Regions from separate parts of the Zea mays genome. Here region 1 is linked to region 2. A link is a contact called in public Hi-C data. All regions are on one chromosome and are shown on one strand. Each heading gives the region's core, a stretch centred on a gene start, on an enhancer-like site or on the middle of the called end of the contact. The rest is flanking DNA. Distances are from core to core; before and after follow the strand shown.

Evidence for each region. Hi-C and Micro-C count contacts between places; a contact is called where the count stands out from the background.
Region 1: a contact with region 2 is called in a Hi-C map of tassel, with 2.1 times the contacts expected there. The contact joins the promoter of LOC100280371 here to the promoter of LOC100275107 in region 2. A contact is called at or near these places in 2 of 25 Hi-C or Micro-C datasets (ear and tassel) and 1 of 3 datasets of contacts at active chromatin or transcription factors (seedling).

What each region holds. Positions count from the first base shown.
Region 1 is chr4:237,503,069-237,510,404 of Zm-B73-REFERENCE-NAM-5.0, reverse strand. LOC100280371 (Nuclear poly(A) polymerase 2) reads left to right here and starts at 4,488. Exons shown (of 12, transcript NM_001320710.1): 1 at 4,488-5,036; 2 at 5,136-5,213; 3 at 5,901-6,008. The coding sequence starts at 4,905.
Region 2 is chr4:237,347,304-237,353,770 of Zm-B73-REFERENCE-NAM-5.0, reverse strand. It overlaps LOC100275107, which reads right to left and starts at 4,502. Exons shown (of 3, transcript NM_001394749.1): 1 at 4,309-4,502; 2 at 4,104-4,225; 3 at 1,404-1,734. The coding sequence starts at 4,421. The coding sequence ends at 1,709. It overlaps LOC100216558, which reads left to right and starts at 4,666. Exons shown (of 6, transcript NM_001142978.1): 1 at 4,666-5,068. The coding sequence starts at 4,727.

The sequences.
Region 1 (7,336 bases), core at 3,239-5,738, 160 kb before region 2:
GCCAGTTGATTTGAAAGTGTTGACGCTGTGACACCACCACAACGCCGCCATGATATAAGTTTAGTTTTCTTTGTATTTTAGTCAGCATAGCATGTCCTTACATCTCGCTTAGACGATGTTACCATGTAGGTATTGATTAGATCGTGACCTAGCTTAGATTCCAAACACAATCTACAGGTGTCCATAAGTGTATTTTCATCATTTTTTATGTTGTACGATGCTTACTTATCTTGTGTTTGATCATTGTCTATTTATTTGTGCTAATACTAGAAGTAGGTGGTGACAATTTCGTGCTCGCATCATAGATGGTAATGATGATGACACCACGTCTATTGACTGGAGTAGCTTTATAATTGAGAATGCTGAAAATAAGATAATGGGGAGACGGGTGATATGTTTAGAATCTGTGATGAGGATGAGATTTGAGATGTATGTGTTCTTGGGACTTGAAGATGAGGATGAGGAGATGAATCGAACCCACCCAGAACCAAGTAACTTTGCATCTCATTTTTCATCAGAAAGTAATAGTTTTGATCCAAGTGATCTAGATACTGCCATGCCAGTTGATGATGAAAATGCAGAAATGGTGAATATATTGCATGATGTTGATCACCCTGATCTGAAGTTGGGTACTCTCTATCCATCGATGAAAGAGTTTAGGCTAGTTGTGAGGCAATATGCTATAAATGAGGAGTTTGAGCTTGGCATAACAAAATCAGATAGAAGTAGGTATAGAGTGTACTGCAAAGGGAATGATTGCACATGCCCTTGGAAACTGAATGGTTCTAGAAGACCGAATTCTAGTGTTATGGTACTAACCTTTCTTCTGTTTCTCTCCAATTGTATAGTTGTGTTCATAGATGTTGGTATTACTTACGTCTCTATTTTGTTTTGTAGGTTACCGTCCTAGTGAATGAGCATAAATGTGCTTCAAGCAGCCAGATAAGTTATGAGAATGTTGCGCCAAGTGTTCCAGATACTCCATCATGCCATCCAAGTATTGTAGAAGCAAGTGGACGAGGTGGACCTGGCACTGGTCCTAGAATGCTTAAAAAGAAGCTCACACCAAAAAAGGAAGGCATGGGTACCTGATATGTGAACGAGAATGTGTTATATGAAGCTGAAGCACTATGTTATTGTGTTGTATAAAACAATATGTTCTGTGAAACACTATGTGATTGTTGTGTTGTGTAAAACAATATGTTATGTGAGCTTCCTTTGTAATAGCTGCAATGTCTGTTTGTCTTGGAAACACGACTAGCCACAAACACTCTTAAATTGGAATTTGCACACAAAAACATACTAACATAGTGTTTCAAATAGACTAAAACTGATAGAAATTTGCATACCATAAATAGACTGAAAGTGTCACAAAACATTAGGTTCAGTACACATAAACTAAAAAACATACCATTACATCCAGACATTCAGTTCACATTGACACAAACCCTTACACCATACATTCAGTTCGAATAGTCCCAAACACCATAAACCCTAAACCTAGTCAGAGTAGCTAGGCATCTGGTCTGAGTTGTAATCAGTGCCCCAAAACTTCTCAATGTGCTCTTCAAGGGATAGGAAGCAGTCCGAACTAGGAGAAGGTAGTGGGCTTTCAATCCTCTCTAAAGCCACCATCTCGTCATGCTCCAATTGTTCCTCCTTAACAGTTGCATCCAATTCCTCTTGGCAAAAAGGGAGTCCTGGTCCAATCCTTCGGCGGTGAATTCAAGTGCTTCCCGAAGTTCTTTAACCTCAAATGCAGTCAACCCCCTACCCAAGGGTAGCTTATCATTGCAAATACGATAGATATGCTTGGCATGAACCTACATCAAGATGATTGCCTTGTCGACGATTTCAGTTCTCTTCGACATCCCTGCATCCATTATACTAGTGCAAGTAAATTAGCGCTGTTGGTAGGCAAACTAAAGCTAAAGACACTGCTTTTATGACAGGATTTCACAACCGTCCATCTTTATTCTTCTACCAAAAAACAGAGAAGGTAATCACATGAATTCACAACCGACACAAAGCACAAAGTGGCGAAACATCCAGGAAAATAAGTGTGGTTCACAATCCATCAGCTACGAATGTGTACGTAAAACCCTAAATTACACGGGCACAAGAATACTTAAATGAAATGCCTAACCTTGACGATGAAGGAGTCGTGGACGACTGACCTGCATAGGGGAGTGGTAGACGTCTCCGTCGCCATCAGCAAACGATCGATGGAAGCGAGATAACGTCGCCTGGGTTATCGCTTACGCTGCGACATAGGGAAGATGAAGAAGGGGAAAAGTGACCTATTTTGATGGGAGATGGAGGGGAGACGACGTCGGTGAGACCGTAAGGGCATAAACGGTATGATGGCGCTATGGGCCCACCTGTCAGGTCCGCCAAAGGATCTGTGACCTATTTTGACGAACGACACAGCTTAAGCGACCCTCTTTTACAACTGATTCGAGAAGCGGTCCATTTAGTAGAGCGGTAACATAAAGTGACCCATTTTTGCCAAATTCCTCAATGTAATCCTAGCTATATATGTAGTCAAACTAGCTACAAAGAAATTTGACTGCATATATGTTCGAATAGTCAACATGGTTGTAGAGAAATTTGGATTGCAACGATCAGGATCGAGGAGGAGACGAATCGGCCGCGCGGAGGACTCCTAGGTAGCGTGAAGTGGGTAGGGACAAGCATCGCTGGAGGACCGGCTAGGCCTGGGGAACAATGTTAGGACGACAACAGCACGACCAGGGACGGCGGGGACAATCCTGTTAGGGCCGGCTACGACACATCCTGGGACGGCGAGGAGGGGTCGCCGACGGGAGAGGAGGCTGCCTAGGGGAGTAGAGGTGGCAGTTGAGGGGTGAGAGAAGGGGAGATATCCCATGGGTCCTTGTAGCGTGGATATGTTCCATGGGATGCTTGGTGGGCTCTCGATAAGTCCTCTAGCAGACACAACAAATCTCACCGAAGAAGATAATACTCAGAGCAGGAAACAATCCCGAAGAATGTGGCGCAAGGCTGCTATTCGAGCACACCTATCGAAGAAAGATCATTGATGCTCCAAAGACATGTCTCGTGCACAACTGAATAGCGAGATACTCGGAAGATGACTCGAAGGAAGCTACCTGACTCCAGAAGATTCAGAATGCTCGCAACAAACAAACTCAAATATATTTAGATAAATTTCATGATTTGTAGAGGGATACCTCTCCCGTCGGCTATATAAGACTGCTGAGGTATCCTGCCAAGAACTCTATCTCTCGCCCATTCACCATTCGATCGATAGGAACTCTTCCATCCACCTTCACAACTACCTGTAATCTGCAAACTCATAGCAATCGAACACTCCACACCGCACAGGACGTCGGGTATTACACATTCACGCAGCCCAAACCTGTATAAACCTTATGTTCTGACGTGCATCCACACGTACCATCGAGCAACGATCGACGTCAACGTCCTTCAAAAAGCACTACCTTGTAGTGCGCAGTCGGGACCAAACACCGACAAGACTGACTCTGATACCAAGTTGGAGAGTGAAACCCTAACCCTAACTAGGGTTGGGCTTTGCATTGATAGACCAAGAGATGTTGGACTTAGTCCATTACACACGGGTATGAAGGTAATTACAAATTTGCAACTTAATCTTTTAGTAATTTGTTTTCTTCTATTCATGTGGGCTTTCAGGTGGTGGATGTGAGATGCTGCAAAAGACTGTGTTTGCATCCGGGATGCAAAGAATTTGTTCCCATAAGACGAGGAGGTCCTCGGCATGTGCAGCTGAGCGACGGTCGTCCTTGTGGATAATGCGGACGTCACGGGGTGGTCGCGGCAATGGACGACCATGGAGTCACCCAAGGCAAGGGGGAGGAGGGGTGCAGCTCACCTCGTCGGTGATGAGGAGGACCCCATCGCCCGAGCTGAGAGGAAGCACTAGATAGGGCAACGTTGAGGGGATATCATTTTTCTCTGGTGAATTACGATCGAGCCGAGCTATATATATGCATTCAAACTAGCTGCAGAGAGGAGCGCCTAGCTACATCCATTCGATACGAAGGTGGTACACGTGTCACAAATCAACGATGGTCTACCACGCGTGGCGTTGTGGTGGCCGCTAGCACCTAATTTTTAATATCTTTGTGTTCCGTACGTGACACACGAAACTTAATGCTTTAAATTAAATAGAGATTTACGTTTTTATAATATAAAATAGTGTCTCTAAATTCAAAGTTGAAGAACGAAAAAGACTTCGAAGGCTCAATATTTTGCCACTTTCAATTTTGGTTCTCTGTCATTATACCATTCCGTGTCTATGATTGATGAGACCATCTGTATCTATTATTTGTGGTCCGATGATATACTGACGAAGAAAAGATAATGTCAAAATTGCAAGACTCATAGGCAGAAGCCTGGCCCATCTGTCAGCAGTCAGAATTTTCGCGCACAGCAGCCGGGCGCCGGCGGATCTTCCCAGTTTCACACCACACGCTCCACGGCTGGGGATCACGCTGTCACGCTCACGCGCCCCTCCCCCCGCCGCCAACGCCCACGCTGCGAGCGCGAATCCATCTTCTCTACCTCCTCGTCCATTCCTAGGGTTCCTCCTCTGCCGAATCGCGGGGAACTCTGCGGGCCCAATTTGGTAGGGTAATCTCCTACCAGGAGGTCAAATTCCAGTCAACGCCGCTTGGTTTTGTAGCCGACCGGTCGATTTGAATCCAGGGGCACCGATTGGCTGGGTGAGAGGGCAGGCTCGATTTGAACCCGCCTCTGCCCTTTTCGTGGAAGTTTTGGGTCTTATTAGGCGCGGATTACTGGGGTCTAGGGATGTGGTAGTTACTAGCTGCTTGGGTTAGGCGGCGCGCCGAGGTGCTTCCGTGCTTGGCTGACTAGTGTCAATGGCGGGATCTGTCGGCAAGGCCAGGGCGGCGCTGCGGTCGTCCCCGAAGCGGTACAGCGGCACGGACCCACCGTTGTCTCTGGCGGGGCCGACGTTGGCGGATCTGCAGAGGACGGCCGAGCTGGAGAAGGTTGTTCTTTGTCTCTGCTTACGTTTTGCAGCTCTAACGGCTTACTTGGCTTCCATTGTGACGACGTTCCGTTTATTTTGCTGAAAAACTGGGTTTCAGTTCTTGGTTGAAGCGGGCCTCTATGAGGGTAAAGAGGAGTCCGCGAAGCGGGAAGATGTGCTATCCGAGATTGGTCTGGTAATCCCTCGCTTCCTGTTTACCCGCTGTTTACATGTTTGTTTACCCTACCCAACAAGTTGACATCTCATACTTGACTGAAGTTGTGGGTTGAATTTAAGAAGGGAACATGTGATATATACTACACCATTTCTCGAAGTTGTGAGTCATTTTAGTTTTATCCTAAGTCAAACTTCTTGAGCTTTGACTAAGTTTATTTATAGGAAAATGCACAGACATCTGCAACATCAAACAATATTCATTTAGATAAAACCATGAATAAATGTTGGTAGTGTATTTATTTGATATAGTATATGTTAATATATTTTCTACACTTGGTTAAAGTTAGACAATTTTGACTAAGAAAAAATATAAAACGACTTACAATTTGAAATGGAGGTAGTAATTTCCAATTGAGCTTTGTATGGTGTGTACTGCCTTGTAGCATTTTGCTAAGTCAGCGTTGTGTACAAGTACTTGTATGGTTTTTGTTTTGACATTTTTGAACAGGAAAGAATGCTGATGGTTATCAACATATTTATCTGTCCATTGCTGACATAATCTTTAGTACCTATGTAGTTTTGTTCTCCATTGCTTATTTGCATAAACAATATGCCTATTTTTTTTGTCTTTTTTTCTTAATCTATCTTTGCTTGAAATGCTGCATAATACATTAACATACACATATACTTTCTTTTGAATTCACAGATAGTCAAGGAATGGGTGAAGCAGTTGACTCGTAAGAAAGGATATGCTGAGCAATTGGTTGAACAAGCAAATGCAATCCTTTTTACTTTTGGGTCTTACAGATTGGGGGTATCGGCTTCTTTGGTTCTTTTATCATATAACAACTTTTCTTGACATTCAGATATTGAAATAGCACAACTCATTGTATCTATAGTCTTATTAACAGCATTCAAGTTCCACTTGCTGAATATAACCTAGATTTGTTAGTTTTCTTCAGGGTTCAGAACCTCGACTTAGTTTTATGTTCTGCATAAGCAGAAGGGCTTGCAACTTAAGAACTAGTAGGTGCTTTCAAGTTTGGTACTCCACTTATCATTAAGTTTTGCATACCAGCATTTGTCATTAAGAAATTACTGTGATTTGCCATAAAGATAAGAGTTGGTTAAAAGGAATATGATGGAACATTACTGTTGATTATTTTAGTATGGAATATGGATTGTATTTTTATTGGAACATTCAGTGCCTGGTCTTCGGTTGGCCTCTTGTGCTAGTTGATAAGTTAAACAAAATGACAGATTGCATTTCTTGTGTTGCAGACAAGATCAAAAGAGTTTACGGGGTCTATAGTTTTCTTTCTTCATTCAAATACTATTTATTGTTGTGTTTAAGAGAAACCGTACTACCAGATGTCTGAGTGGTTACAACCTATTGTGTGTAACTCATATATAGAGCACCGACACATTCTTGTTACTCGAATAGTGCAAAACTATGAAAGCTTGGATATCTGTTTATAAGCAGTAACTTGCAGGACAAGGGGCTGTAGATTTTAGATGCTTATTTTACAGCTATTGTATAACCAGTTCGCTGCTGCATCTCACAAATCAACTTCAGTGTTATAAAGTTGTATTTATTGATATCGATTAATCACAATTAGTTGTCCTAGTCAGTATCCTGAACTTGACTAGGGGCTACGACCTGATTAGGCTGATTAGTTTTCTGGTAGTCTGATTCATTGTCGACTTCTGATGATTAGTCGGATGACTAGTGGGTGGAAGAATAGAAAAAATGGAATTGCTGGGCAGTTTAGGACATGGGCTACATCTGGGATGGTTTACGGCAATTGGCCTCATGTTTTTCAGCCCAATTTGCAACCCTACATGCAGCCACCACTCTGGAGTTGTCTCCATGCTTGATTTGCACTCTAGAACATATACTATATAGTGTATATTTGGTATACTAGTCCTGATATATATAGGTTGAGTAGGATAGACCAGGGCTGACTAGTCGTCCTGGTTGATGACTAATCGTGACTAGTTGCCTGGTGGGTCCCATGTTGATTAGAATTGATCAGACTGCTTGATATCATTTAATTAATGAAAATTTTATGTAAGACAATAAAACGTCCTTCCCTAGGTTTTTATGTCATTTTACTTGATTTTGTGAGGTGCTGAGACAGT
Region 2 (6,467 bases), core at 3,253-5,752:
TACAGCCAGATATAGGGTCATCCCGTATCCTACCTTAATGTATTTCTCTCGGATACGGGACCAGATACAGGTAGTTAAGATTCGGGACGGATACAGGACGGGACCGGGTAATAATCCGGACGGGTAAGAAACGGATAACGGATACTACTCGGGTAGGTACCGGATAATTGTCGGGTAGTTCATCCGATGATATTAATTGTCCAACCATCCATAAGTTAAGCAATACATAATCATGTATATGATACATCAGATGTAAGAAAGGAAACCGATAAAATTGACATCATGCAGTTCAAAGTTGCTTATCACAAGAACATCGTAGAACCAACACCGCAATATTTAAAATTCATAAAATATTCTAGTTCTAAAAATTTGCAAATAAGTTACAAAAACTAATAAACATTTTATATGAAGATAACTCAAGTCCTCGTATATTGAAACTTGGATACTTACACTAATTTCACATGTAACTCATACAAATAAGTGAAAGTGAAAGGAAAGAAATGTGGGCATCTTATAGATCTTATGATCCAAACATTTTTTATGGTTACATATGGACATACGTTGTATCTCCGTAAAATTTCACAATTTTTTGAGGCTATTTATGTATTATTAATTTCTTGTCATAGAAAATCATCAAAATACAATTAAATCATTAAAATATTGTTTAAACAAAAACATGATGTATTACAAAGTCATAAATCTCTTCAAGCTCTACAATTTTCATATAAACTTTATCTTCATCCGATTTCATATGTAAAAGTTATGATTTTATAACTATATTATGCAGAAAAAGAAAAAACGGGTACCTGAATTCCGGGTACCCGTATCCGACCCGGGATTTTCGGGTACTGACCGGGTATTAGTGATTCCGTATCCTACCCGTATCCGAGGCTCAATATCCGGGTAATACCCGTATCCGTCCCGACAAACAAAATACCTGTATCCGAAATTACGTCCCGTTTTGATACCCGTATCCGATACCCGTTCCGGGTACCCGTCCCGTTTTCATCCCTAGTGGTGACCAACTAGATGGCTGGGCGCTGGCTAAAAAGTTTCCGGGTGCAGTGCCTGTTGTAGTTTACGACTTGATGGGAGTGCGCAAGGCCCCCATCAGACCATCCAAGCTAATTTCATGTCCTCATCTACACATGCTTGCATTGCATGCCATGCCTTCGTGGTGCTACGCCGTCACACTCGCTTGTGTTTATCTATGTTGGCAAGCATCTCCAGTAAAAATATCTAGCAAATGTAGAACTCTAGACATAATCATTGACAGTTGTTTTCATTTTCCAAAACGGCAGCTGAAGATGGCGTAAGTTTGAATGTCCCAACATCAACTTCAATTCAATCTTCGCTATATTTCAAGAGAAAAAAACACTTTAAACGTAATGAAACAACATTTGCAACAAAATGTCACATTTTGCCGGGATGCTACCCAGAAATTTGATCCCAGCTTTGAACTGATGCCCATATCTCCACATATATAAATGGAGACAGGCGTACATGAACATGACTATGCTCTTTAAAACCTTGACCACACATAGAATTCAAAAGAAAAGCCGTTACCAGGAATGTATTATGGTAAGCGCATAGCAAAAAGTGCCACTAAATAAACAACGTAACCATTGAACAAGAATGATTATTATGATGACCAAGTCTTACAACTATCTGCTGCTGATGTTGCTGCCATCTGGAGCAGTTCCTTTCATTATCGAGGGACACTGAGACCTGTCTCTGCATGATATTAGCAGTGGGATTATGAGAAACATGAGTTTTAGGTTGAAGTGCAGCAAAATCATCTAATACATCCATGCACACACACAAGGTGGGAATCAGTGCTACAATAAATCATAAACAGAAGCAATGAAGTCGATAACATAAGTGAAGCTACTATACAGAACAAGTCCATATAACAGTACAAGTTCAGAAACCAAGAACCAAACGTTCTTGTCAGTTGTCACTGTAACTATTTTGCCCAGAGAGTGTGGCCCTCTAGAACATATTGTATAATAAAGAAACGAGATCGTGTGAACTTCAGTTCAGAGCATTTTGGCACATCGCATTAATATTGGGGATTACGCACAATGATAGTACCAGAGCAGAATCTAACATGAATGTTGAGTGACATATTTATAATGGTGCAGAGGCACAAATTACAGAAGAGCATTGTTCTTTCATAAAATATAAAGACAAGAAAAAGCAAAATTTGAGACGTATGTTGAAAATCAGACCAAAAGAAATGGGGTGAATAAAAGGACCTTTTACAGTACAGGATTCATTTTGATACATAGATCAGTTAGATCTAAAAGAAAAGGTGAAATGGGCATAGCACAAGTAAATGTGACAGTTGATATGTGTAACAAAGGACAGAGATATATACTGCACGCATGTAGAACTTAGGCGACCACCAAATTGACTTGACAAATTGGCAGGAAATATCATGCAGACACAACTGGTTAACATTATGCCAGCAACGTAATTGTCCATGTTGTATATACCTGTACTTATTGGTTTCCTCTATTTGGTGTTTTATTATGAGTCAACTATCACTTTGGTCCTTAAATGAGCTAAAATGACCATGAAGCAATTCTTGGTTACGAAAATCCGTTGGGTGACATGTTTTGCCATTAATACAACTGAGTGATGACTCCCCTCCAGAATAAAAGACCCACACCCACCCACTCACGTCCTGACTGCTGGTGAGGCAAGAATCTTGTTTTTGGCAGGATATGCTTAACACACCTGACCTTGGGACCAATGTGTGAGAAATTTGAACCCTGTGCTAGAAGCTCACACTGCAGAGGAATATAAAGGATAAGGCGGACCCTGTGCTAGAGGCGCACACATGAGTGGGGTCTAGAGATGCGATAAACCAAGGCAAGATGAGCCCCCCACCAGAATCAACTTACATTGTGAAAACGGGGATGAGAAAAGGAGATGAGCCCAAAAAGTCTCAACTGTTGAGAATAAGGCAGACTTAGTGGTAGAGGCTCACACATGAGTGGGTGGTCTAGAGAAGGGATAAATCGAGGCAAGTCGATCAAGGGACGTGGTGCACCAATTGAGAGAAGTGTTGCGAAGGTCCAGACAAGATTGTTCCAAGTAGGACGACGTTCTGACTTTTGTTGTTGCTGAGACAAGGAATGTGGCGCTATACCACGTTCCCCGTGACACCAATCCAGATAAAAGTTTATCAAGCTTGTTCCCATATCTTGAAAATTAATATTGAACTATATTCAAAAAGTAAGAACAAACCGAGAACAACATCAGGTATTGTGTGAAGACTTTAAGCCCACGGCCGTTAATATTTCTTCTCAACTTTTTCTATAACTAACATATTAAGCCAAATGCAGTGCATGTGCGGCTGTGCCTCCAAAGGATATGACATTTGCTATAGTCCAAGGTCCTCGTTCCATTCCAACCATTTTTGGCATAAGGTTCTGATTTATGCATTAAAGATCAGTGTCAAACTGTTAAATTGAGTCTGTAGACACACTTCTTTGGCAATTCATACTTTCATAGCTATTTTATCCTGAATACATGAAGAACTGTAGACCCATTTCTGTCAACACATTTGTATTTTCCATGTGTGACACTAATCATTTCTATTCAGCCTACAACATATTTCTGTCAGTTAGAAACTTTCCTAAAGATTTTGAACACAAAAAAACTGGTGTATGTTGCCCCCAAAAGAACTGTTATTAATTTTTTTGACAATGTATAGTCACATATACAGCAGTACAACATTTTTCTGCAAAGAAGGTGATATAGCATCAAGACACACATATGTAAACGTTATACTGAGACAAACAAATGCTAAAATTTGCATTACAGCACCACACTCAAACTCATTTGTGATCATATGAAATTTGCTCTTGAGGGCATGCAAACATATTAACCCCACGCATGTCCCACGCCCACGATGACAAGCCAAAAGGATTCAAGTGAAACGGATCCCACCAAAATCATCCTAAACCAAGACAGTCAACACATGGACGATAATAGACAAGCAAGCAACCGGGAAGCCACAACTCACTGTAGCGTTGCAAAGATTAGTACACTGTATCAGACTCAGACTCCCGGGTAGGAACTGCAGAGCGTACCCTGCGACACGGCCCGGTCCACCTCCGCCCCCAGCCGCGACGTCAGCCGGGCCGCCGAGACGGCGCTGTGCAGCGGTTGCAGAGACCGCGCCAGAGCCATGCGCCGCCCCATGGCCGAAGCCCTGCCACGTGAAACCCCAGTTAAACAACGCCTAATCGGGAAACATCCTCATAGGCCGTGAACAAAAATGGAAGGACCCCTCACCTAGGGACAGGAGCGAGGGTGCGGGGAAGGGAAGCGGAGGGGCTTCGGCTGGCAGTGGACCGGAGGAAGGCGGCGGCGGCCGGGCGAGTGAAGGAGCGGAAGCGCGACGCCATGGCTTGCCGGCGACAGGGTTGGGACGAGCACGCGGCGGAGGCCGGAGGGGCGGTGAGGCCGTGCGGGTTTTTAGGGTTTTGAACCTTGCCATTTGGGAAAAAAGACATAGATGGGCCTTAATGGTAGTATTGCCAGCCCATTTAATTGGCCCACATACTATTCATGTCCAGCCTACTAAAATTGCCTTTCTTCTTTCCCCAGGTGAAACAAATTGCGCATTTTCTTCTCCTGCGGTCCTTCCTTCGCTTCCCCGTTCTTCCAGAATCCTGTCGAGACCTGAATCCACCCTCACCCAGCGGTCCCCATGGCCTCCGGCGAAGGTGTAGTTGATCAGCTGTACGAGGCGGCTGGCGGCGAGGCAGTGGCCAAGATAGAGGGGGAGGCCAAGGTGGAGGCGGAGGCCAAGATGGAGACGGAGGAGCCGGTGCTGTACCTCGACCTGACGAGCTACCAGCTGCACGATCTAAGCGAGGTGGAGATCCCACCCACGCTGGAGGAGGTCGACCTCACCGCCAACCGCCTCTCTTCTGTTGATCCTCGCATCGGCCAACTCCCCCATCTCCGCAAGCTCTCATTCCGCCAGAACCTCCTCGACGATGACGCCGTCGCGCCGCTCACGTCCTGGGAGGCTATTGCCGGGTTGAAGGTGATTACTAACTCGGAATCTGTAGTGGCGAGTCGTTGTTGTATTGCTCTGATCCTGATGTGGTGATGTCCAATTTTGGCTATTAGATGCTTGTGTTAATTATTTCAGCAGTTTTTTATTATAAATAATCTTATGATGACTACCAACCTGTGTTATCAGGAACACATTTTACGTAATACTTGGTAGCATGGTCAATAACTATTTGTCTATTACTACCTCAGTTGTCGAATATTTATTGCCCGCTAGCTCATTTTTGAACTAGAACGCAATAAATAAAAAAGAACGGAAGGAGTAATGGAGTATCACTTCTTCCTTCCTGTAAATGGGTGAAAACTAAATGCATGTAGTTTGCTTTTTTACTAGAAAGCCTAACGACATTTATCAGTGGAAAACGAGAGGGTTTGTTTATGATCATCTTGTGGTGAAACACAGAAATTTCATGAGACTTGAGTGCTCTTGTAATCTTGTTTCCTTCACTGAGGTATCAAGTCCAGTAATTCGTATTATTAGGCAATAGATTGTGATATGCAGCAACTTGGCTCAGTTACTGTAAGAACAAACAGTTGTAATATTGTTTATGTATAACATATTGACATTACATTTATTCATACAACACAACTAAACCTACTGAGGAGGTTAAATTTTGGTCTAACACACTTCACAAAAAAATGACAGCTGTGTAGGCAACTATCTGGGGTATTTCTTGTGATTATTTGTTGAACCTCATAATAGCTGAGGCATTGTAACAGTCCTGATACTTTCACAACATTCCCCAAATACCTAATTCATTTACTTCTAGAAGTTTTTGTGGAGAGATGGATCAAGTGAGTCCTCACTTTGAAGTTTGAACTAAGGGATTTTCAATATCAGACAGAGTTGAGGAACCACTTTTTCCTTCAGTGAGCTGGAGGCCACTGTAGTACTGATTATATTTTGTATAGCCTTTTGTTACCATCTTCTTTTATATTTTAGACCAAAGGCATAAGCCCTACTTTTGCAGAAAACATAGAGAGTGGCTGCTGGGAAAACCAGCCTACGATCTAGCACATCCAACTTTAGCTACCCATTCAAACGATCAACCACAAACACTAAACTCTCCTTTCTTAAATTGCACTCCTTCGTAGTCAAACAAAACACCCTAACACCCAAAAGGAAACCAGCCACAAACAGTGCTCCCTAGGAAAGAGAAATTATGATTCAGGCCTCCTTGTTCCAAACACCCAACTAGCACAGCAAAGCACCAAAAGACTGATCTTGAACTTCCTAATTAGTCCATCAGAGAGGATATCCACATCTTCACAGCACCCCTGTCTTCAGCATCTTGACAGGCCTTCCTTGAGCTTCTCCAGAATTCCTTCCATGATTGTCAGCTGCACCTCCTTCAGCAGGTTCTTCCAGT